Linked DNA regions of Rattus norvegicus: region 1 is linked to region 2. A link is a contact called in public HiChIP or PLAC-seq data. All regions are on one chromosome and are shown on one strand. The core of a region is the stretch at or near the end of the contact, and the rest is flanking DNA. Distances in the headings are between cores, read along the strand shown. Region 1 holds the start of Smug1 (single-strand-selective monofunctional uracil-DNA glycosylase 1). Region 2 holds the start of Cistr (chondrogenesis-associated transcript).

Region 1 (4,233 bases), core at 280-2,779, 420 kb before region 2:
TTAAGAGTGTGTACTGCTCTTGCAGAGAACCCGAGTTGAGTTCCCAGCACCCACCCTAAGCTCAACAACTTTCTGTAACTGTAGCTCCAGGGGATCCAGTGCCTTCTCTGGCCTCCTTGATCACCACAGATATTTATTGTACACACATGCACAGGTACACGCACACACATAAATAAATATAAATCTTTTTTTGTCGGGGTTGTGTTTTTTTTGAGACAGGGTCTCTCTGTGTAGCTCTGGCTATACTGGAACTCACTCTAGACCGGGCTGGCCTTGGAACTCAGGGATCCAACTGCCTCTGAAAGTGCTGGGATTAAAGGTATCATCATGATGTCTGGCACAATTTTTTTTTAAAAGAGTTGTACCCCCTCCCCCACACACAAACACAAATGAGAGAGGAAAGAAATTATGTTAAGCAAACACGCCTGCTTACGTAGGTTGTGATTCCATTTATTTCAGAGGCTGTGGCAACAGGATCACAAGTTCAGGGCCAGTCTCCAGAGTAAATTCAAGACTGGCCTGAGGAACTTAGTGAGACACTCCCTGTGCACCCCACCCCCCAACCCATCAAAATGTGGAAAGGGTTAGGACTGTGGAGCAGTTGCCTAGCATGGTCGAAAACCCAGGTTTAACTCTTAGTACTGAAGGGGAAAAACGGAGAGAGGGCAGAGAAAGAACGAAGACAGAAAAGGTTCTGTGAGTTCAGCGTGGCCTAGGAAACAGTGGCTCTGGCCTCACCTGATGGAAAGTTTGGGATGGGGTTACTGCTGTGGCTAATATCCGTGCCAACTCCACAGATCTGGGATCATTTTGAAGATGGATCTCTGGGCATGTCTGTGAGAGAGTTTCTAAATTAGGTTAATCGAGATGAGAAAACGTGAACTAAATGTGTGTGGCACCGCCCGTGAGGTGGGGTCCTGGACTGTGGTAGGGTTTCTCTTGCTGCGATAACACCATGACCAAAAGCAACTAAGGGAGGAAGGAGTTTGTTTTAGCTTGCCGTTCCACCTCGCAGTCCATTATCGAGGAAGTCAGGACAGGAGCATAGAAGCAGGAGCTGAAGCAGAAGCTGTAGAGAAGTGCTGCTTACAGGTTAGCTCCCATGGCTTGCTCAGGTGCTGTCTTAGAGCAAGCAGGCTCAGCAGCTCAGGGCTGGCCCTGCCCACAGGGAGCTCTCCCATGATAATCATCAATCAAGGAAAATGCACCATAGGCCAGTCTGGTGGGGGCGTTCTCTCAACTGAGGATCCATCTTCCAACATGGCTTTAGCTTGTTGCCATAAAAACTAGCCAGCACAGCACAAAGAGAAGAACTCTAGCCAGGGGTGATAACATGCACCGTTAATACCAGGTAGAGACATGAGTTCAAGTCTAGCCTGGCCAGCATATCGAACTCCAGGCCATCCAAGGTTGCATAGTGAGAACCGGTCTAATAGAACCAAGGGGAGGTTGTTCAGAGAGAGAGATCTAGTTGGACATAGGCATCCATCACTCTGAGTTTTGACTAGGGCTGCAATGTGTTTTGCTTTCTTGCAGCCATGACCCACCATGATGAACTGTACTCTCTGAGAGCTGAGATAAACCCTTCCTTCTCCTGCCTTTACGGGTTGCGTTGTAGCCACAAGACCAGTAGCTAAGGTAGGATGCTTGGTGTATCAGAAAGAGGGAGGACTCTGGAGTTGGGAAGCAAAAACATCATTCCATACCAGGTGAGCTTGTGGTGACTGACAGGGTTTCCTGGGGTGTCTTCCGAGCCCAGGAAATGGCAGTAGGAGCTCCCAGCAAGTACAGATCCTAACGTTCTTTTGGGGTTAAAGGAAATGCTCCCCACTTCTTTTCCAGGTCACAACGGCATGGCTGTGTCCCAGACTTTCCCACCGGGGCCTGCCCATGAGCCTGCCAGTGCCCTGATGGAGCCTTGCGCTCGAAGCTTAGCTGAGGGCTTCCTGGAGGAAGAGCTTCGGCTCAATGCTGAGCTGAGCCAGCTGCAGTTTCCAGAGCCTGTGGGTGTCATCTACAACCCAGTGGATTATGCTTGGGAGCCACACCGGAACTACGTGACTCGCTACTGCCAAGGCCCCAAGGAAGTGCTGTTCCTGGGCATGAATCCAGGACCTTTTGGCATGGCCCAAACTGGGGTAAAGGCCTGGCTTCCTGTGTGGATGTGTGCCTGGGTGTGCTGTAGAGGAGGAGTATGTAATTGGCTGGGACACGGGTGGGTCCCCCTGCCCCATCCCCTACAGGACGCACACTGGCTCCTGTGGTCTCAAGCACTTCTCCCCTCATAGTTAACCAAGCACATTAACAGTAGTTCCATTTCCCCTGTGAGCTTTCCACTAATTGCCTCTGAGAGCCCTTCCTTCCGTCCTCCTGCCCTGTGCCTTACCTTGCCGGATCTCCCTTGTCCCTTGAGTGTGGCTGGCGTCAGGAGAAGGGCTGGGACTCCTGGGAGCCGAGAAAGACTGGCTGGGGGTGGGGGGGTGAGATGGGTGTACAGGAACTGCAGGGCACTCTTCTGGCAAGTCCCCGGGTCTCCAAAAGGTTTAGAGCGAGGCGGGCTTAGGGCTGCCTGCTCTCCCTGAGGGATCCGGATGAATGACTGCTGTTCAGCTGGGGTTCGTTGCAGATGGGGGAGGCAAAGAAGCCTCAGGGCAGGAGGCTCAATCGCTTTTATTGACCCCAACTGAGTGATGAAAGGTGATCAATGGTGGTCGATGGAAATGACAGCCTGATGCCTGGGGCAGGGAGGGTACCCAGAGATCAGTGGCCAGCCTGTCCCATCTCCTTTTACCCTAGCGTTCTGTCTGTCCACCAGTATTAGAATCATCACTCCCTCTGTAGGGCCAAATGCCCCAGTGTCGTTCCTGCCAGTGTTTGACCCCTGTGCCTGGAGAAAGTGGAGGCACAATTTCTGCTGGTCATGGTCCATGGTGGGAAAAACTGGAGGGAAATGGACAGAGGCAAACCACAGGGCGGAGAGTCCTTAACAGATCGTCGGTTGACTGTGGGGGCAGTTGAGATCGTCATGGTAGGTGGAAAGGTAGGTAGAAAGGCTCAGGTCTCCAGCCTGAAGCGCCTTGTGTCTCTCTCCTTCTCCCACAGGTACCTTTTGGGGAAGTGAATGTGGTCCGGGACTGGTTGGGCATTGGGGGCTCTGTGCTGTCCCCTCCCCAAGAGCACCCTAAGCGACCAGTGTTGGGACTGGAGTGCCCGCAGTCAGAGGTGAGCGGAGCCCGATTCTGGGGCTTTTTTCGGACCCTCTGCGGACAGCCTCAAGTCTTCTTCCGGCACTGCTTTGTCCACAATCTGTGTCCTCTACTCTTCTTGGCTCCCAGCGGGCGAAACCTTACCCCGGCTGATCTGCCCGCCAAGCACCGGGAGCAGCTACTGTCGATCTGCGACGCCGCCCTCTGCCGGCAGGTGCAGCTGCTAGGGGTGCGGCTGGTAGTGGGAGTGGGGCGGCTGGCAGAGCAGAGAGCTCGAAGAGCTCTAGCAGGGCTGACCCCGGAGGTGCAGGTGGAGGGGCTCCTGCATCCATCTCCTCGAAGCCCGCAGGCCAACAAAGGCTGGGAAACAGCAGCCAGGGAAAGACTCCAAGAGTTGGGGCTGCTGCCTCTGCTAACGGATGAGGGTTCAGTCAGGCCTACACCATAGAGACCCAGTCAGTGTTGCACAGCTGATGACTGCACAGGTCTTGCTGGGCTCCATGCTGCATTCAGCTTACTGGGCCATCCTCTAATGGCCCAGAGTGGGCAGCTCTCCTGCTGTCTTCCCCTTCCCTCGAGCCTCACCCTCTTGTCTCCAGTGCCTGGTCATGCACAGCATCGGCAGAGGGTTGGGCTTGTGCACTCCACCTACCACACATCCTTGCCTGGGGATCCCCCTGTGTGCAGAAGGTCCCAGATCAGGATGTCTGAAGTCATAGTCACAGTTTTGGAGGAAAGAGAGTTTTCGTTTTAATCTTTCCTGTTTTGCTTTTTATTGGCATTATGTTTGGCATTGAGTCATGCACACTAGGGAAGTTCTCCAATGCTGATCTACCTCAGCCTTTTTTTGACACTAATTGTGCATACTAGTGGGGTTCAGTGTGATGCTTCCACACACTGATGGAGTCCAGCCTCCCTTATCAGTCCTCTTCCCCAGTCAGTGGGTGATCTTTTCAGGATCCTTACTCATCCTTACAGAGCACCTGGCAGACTCCTGTCCTTCCAGGGTCTAGGACAGACATCATGT
Region 2 (4,094 bases), core at 1,224-3,723:
TAGATAGTCAAACAGGCCTCAAAACCTTGGGTCTTCCTATAACCTTTCCCCATTCCCATTTCTCTCTGCCTCTCCTTGTTTCTGTCTCCTGACCCCAGATCCTCTTCCTCACATTCCACAGCCTGAAAGGCTGTCTGCACCCAGCCATGGTTCACTAACCCATGAAATCCAGACTCATCCATCCTTGCACTGAGGACATATCGCGGCCAGGGATGTCAGCCTGGCTTCCTAGCATCTTGCCCATCCTGCCCAGGGTCACTGTGGAACTTCAACATTGGGACATCTTATGGTGTTGCCTCATAGGCCCGCCACCACTGTCGCCCTATCCCACAGCCCTTCCAGTGGAGACATTCTACCTTGGTGTGCAAGCATGACCTCTCAAGCATGCCCATCCCCCCCAACCCCCAACCCCCAACCCCCAACCCCCGCTTTTACACCATACTTGCCACTCTCCATTCCTTCCTCATTTCTGCTTCTGAGTTTCCCACTGGCCTATGCTTACCCAACAAGATTTACTTTACTGAGAGTTAAACTGCTCTGCTCCCTGTCCAATACATGAGCACCACGATCCTTTCCAAGAGGAAGTCACCTATACTTATCACATGGCTTCCAACATCTTCCCTACCTGGTCATTCTCAGTTTCCCCAACACCAAGATACAATGCTCTATCCAATTGCTCCAAACAAACTGATTAACCTTTGCTGAGGAAGCCCCAGATCTCTGCCTCTCTGCATCTCCGCTTGGAGTCCACGGAGTCCACGGTGGGTGGTACACTGAGATAGGTAGCTGTGGGCTCAGATCCTGCCCCTTAGAAAGGAAAAGGCACTAGGGTAAAGGGTCACAGTCAGGAAGATAATTTAGGGCCCATCATTGCCCTGCAGTGTTTAAATGGCAGGGAGACAGCTAGTCACAGAGAAATATCTCCAGTTCAAGGCTGCACGAGAGGCTTGAGGGTACGAAGTTTTAAGAAATATGTCCCTTACAGGGTGTAAAAATCTTAGCAACCCACTGCCACCTCCAAGAGTGCATAGCGCCACCATCTCAGGCTAGGCAGACTAGATTGGGTCATGCCCTGTGGTAGCTGGAGTTTTTGTTTTGTTTTGTTGTTGTTTTGTTTGGCTCTTTGTTTTTTGTTTGTTTGTTTATTTGTTTTTACTTGTTTTGAGACAGGGTATCTTTGTACCTTTGACTAGCCTCTATGTGACTCCCTAGAAACCACAGAGTGCTGCATGCCTCTGCCTACAAAGTGCTGGGATTAAAGGTCTGTGCCACAGCTCCTCATTGGCCTCCGGGTTTTAATTTGCTCTGTCCTGTGTACTGATCTGCATTGTCCTTTGTTCTGTCAGTCCAATCAGAGCTTTGTGCAGGTGTTCAGTTGCTCACGTGAAATCCCCTCGAGGCCTATTACATCTGAGTCTGTCAGTCCCTTCAGGGAAACAAGAGCAGACTGAGGAAGAACACGGAGACTAAGGAGGGCTAATATTGATTGAGTGAATACCAGGTACCAAGGTCGCTACCTTTATCATCCCAGCGCTATTTCTCAAAACTGTCTCACAAAGCACTAAAATTACTTCCCAACCTTCACAGGGTAGCAAGGCAAAGGTAAGAGGCCACATGGTGAAGGACAAGGCAAGACCTGAGGCCATCAACAGCCAGGCATGGGAATCTTGACCAAGACAACGCACCTGCAAAACATGCCTGCAGCTTAGCTAAAAGGTGGGGAGGAGGAAGAACGCTAACCTACTCTGCAGGTTCTTGAGTCCAGAAGCCCTGTTAATGACTAAGGACAAAACCTCCGGCTGCACCTAAACCTTTAGGTCTAACGGCCTCGGGAGGAACCCTAGCAGGAGACGGAGGGTGGGCAGGAGGCTGGCAGGCTGCTGCATTAGCGAGCAGAGAAATGGCGGATACCCGGAACGAGACCGAGGCACCAGGCCACAGGATCCACCAACACTGAGGCGGGTAGCTAAGCCCGACGGTCCTCGCCAATGTATGAAAAGGATCCCGCGGGGAGGAAATATCCTTAGAGATGGGGAGACTGCGGCAGACAAGAATGTGGGTTCGAGGCGGGGGAGAGCAAGAGCGGAACCCTCCGCCGAGCTGTGGAACGAGGGCGGCACGCAGAGCAGGGCAGACCCTAAAAGAGCAGGCAGGTGCGGGCGGAGACCTTCAGCTCAAGGACACGGAGCCAGGCTGGGTAGAGGGAGCGGCGGCCCTGAGAAGCCCGCAACCGACCAGCGCGCAGCCCCGGGCAGAGTGTCTCAGCCGCCCCCGCGCGCCCTCCCCGGTCCAGGCCGCGCGCGCCCGGCGCTGGCATGAAATTGGCTGCAGCCGTAATGAGTCCGCGCGGCGCGGAGGAGGCTGAGGGCCCGCCAGGGAGCCCTGTGCGCCTCGTTTAGCTTGTTTATTGTTCAGGCCTAATTAAAACGTTCCACCGCGCTGCGTTTACATCCGCCCCCCGCTAATGAATTCGCGGCCGCCGGGCGATTTCGGAAACTGCCGCGGGCCGGAAGGGGGTGGGTAGGAGGCGGCGGAGCTGGGGAGGGAGCGAGGGCGAGGACGCCCCCGCATGCATCTCTTCCACCGCCCCAGGAGCCTGCAGACATTCCGCGCGATTGGCTCCGAAGTCGAAGTGTGCTTCCCCAGCCACAGAGTCCCAAAAACCGGGACAGGCATTTGGAGGCGTTAGAGATCTGGTCAGAGCAAAGGGAATGAAGGCCAACAGCCAGAGTCGGGCCCGGTGTGCCCGAGGCCCTGACGCTATTGATGGCCTATACGCATGAGCGCACCTGCTCGGGGAAGCGCGTCCACGCAGCATCTGTGCGCGCGATCGTCTTGTCAGTCTCCCTCCAGCTATTTCTCCCCAGCAGGGATAGTCTGGGCCGGACTTGCAATACTTCTGGACTCCCTAGCTGTAGCTGTTTGCCAGTTTTGCTGTTTGCCTCCTTGTCACGACCTCGGAGAGGGCAGATGGAGCCAGTGGAGTGAGAGAGACAAGGCTCCATTCCAGCCCCGCTGCTCCTGCAGACACCAGCAAGCGCACTCGGGCACACATAGCTCGCGCATTCACTTCTCACGGTGCCTTCCGCCGCATGTAGCCAAATGAAACACCCAGAAAGCAATGGAAATATTGCTCACACACGACCACGTGGAAATACACAAATGAACAAACACGCTCAGACATAGCTTAATGCCAGTCGCACACAGATGGAAAGACAAGAGCCTGGGGCATAAAGCCACACGGCACAAAGCTACTTGGATATACATGCCCCTTCACACACACGCACACACACATGCACACGCACACACACTGCACATCTATCTAGAAAATTGTGCCATCTAACACATGTCAGTGTGCCCTCCAGTAGGCCCCAGTTCCTCTTAGAAATGGGATCACCCAGCCTGTCTCTTGAACCTGCCTCCCTTCCGGTTCCTTGTACCTAGCCAAAAAACAAACAAACAAACCAAAAAAAAAAAAAAAGCTGTTCGCTACGCTCACAATTTGTCCACCCTCCTCAGAACTGCCAGAGAGCTACTTCTCTTCCCTCTGTTTCATCCATTACTGGGTTTCTTCCTCCACATCCCCCCATTCCTAACTCCCCTCTTCCAGGCAGCTTTCCTACGTGAATTCACTAGCCCTCCTTATACATTTACCCCAGTCTAACCTTCTCACTCTGATATATCTAGGGTGTCCCTAGGTTACTTGCATTCGAGTATGCTCTACACCAACACGGATGGGGTTATGAGCCACCATTGGTGGGGGTCGGGGAGGATCAGGACCGGGCAGGTCTTGACCATCTGATGCCATACTGGGATTTGGGAGCTCTATTTTTAACAGGCAGAAGACTGGAATCTCCAGCGGCAGCTGCAAGGTCTCCTATCACATCATGCAAGGTTCTTAAAATGGCTTCTCAGAGCTACATGGGAGGAGGGGGCAACACACACACACACACACACACACACACACACACACACGGCATCTTTCCACATTCACCTTGTACTTAACTAGAAATATTATTCCCTGGCTAGGCCTTCACCTTATTCTCCAGTCATGGTTCCTAACAACACTTGACTGTTTTCAGAATTTAGATCCA

The links. HiChIP or PLAC-seq counts read pairs in DNA pulled down with a chosen protein or histone mark.
Region 1: a contact with region 2 is called in an H3K27ac HiChIP or PLAC-seq map of oligodendrocytes, with 5 times the contacts expected there. The contact joins the promoter of Smug1 here to the promoter of Cistr in region 2. A contact is called at or near these places in 2 of 12 Hi-C or Micro-C datasets (the A7r5 cell line and Schwann cells) and 1 of 1 datasets of contacts at active chromatin or transcription factors (oligodendrocytes).

Annotation. Positions count from the first base shown.
Region 1 is chr7:136,167,954-136,172,186 of GRCr8, reverse strand. It overlaps Smug1 (single-strand-selective monofunctional uracil-DNA glycosylase 1), which reads left to right and starts at 1,529. Exons shown (of 3, transcript NM_177934.3): 1 at 1,529-1,709; 2 at 1,843-2,138; 3 at 3,103-3,654. The coding sequence starts at 1,854. The coding sequence ends at 3,654.
Region 2 is chr7:135,748,898-135,752,991 of GRCr8, reverse strand. It overlaps Cistr (chondrogenesis-associated transcript), which reads left to right and starts at 2,473. Exons shown (of 1, transcript NR_104335.1): 1 at 2,473-2,974.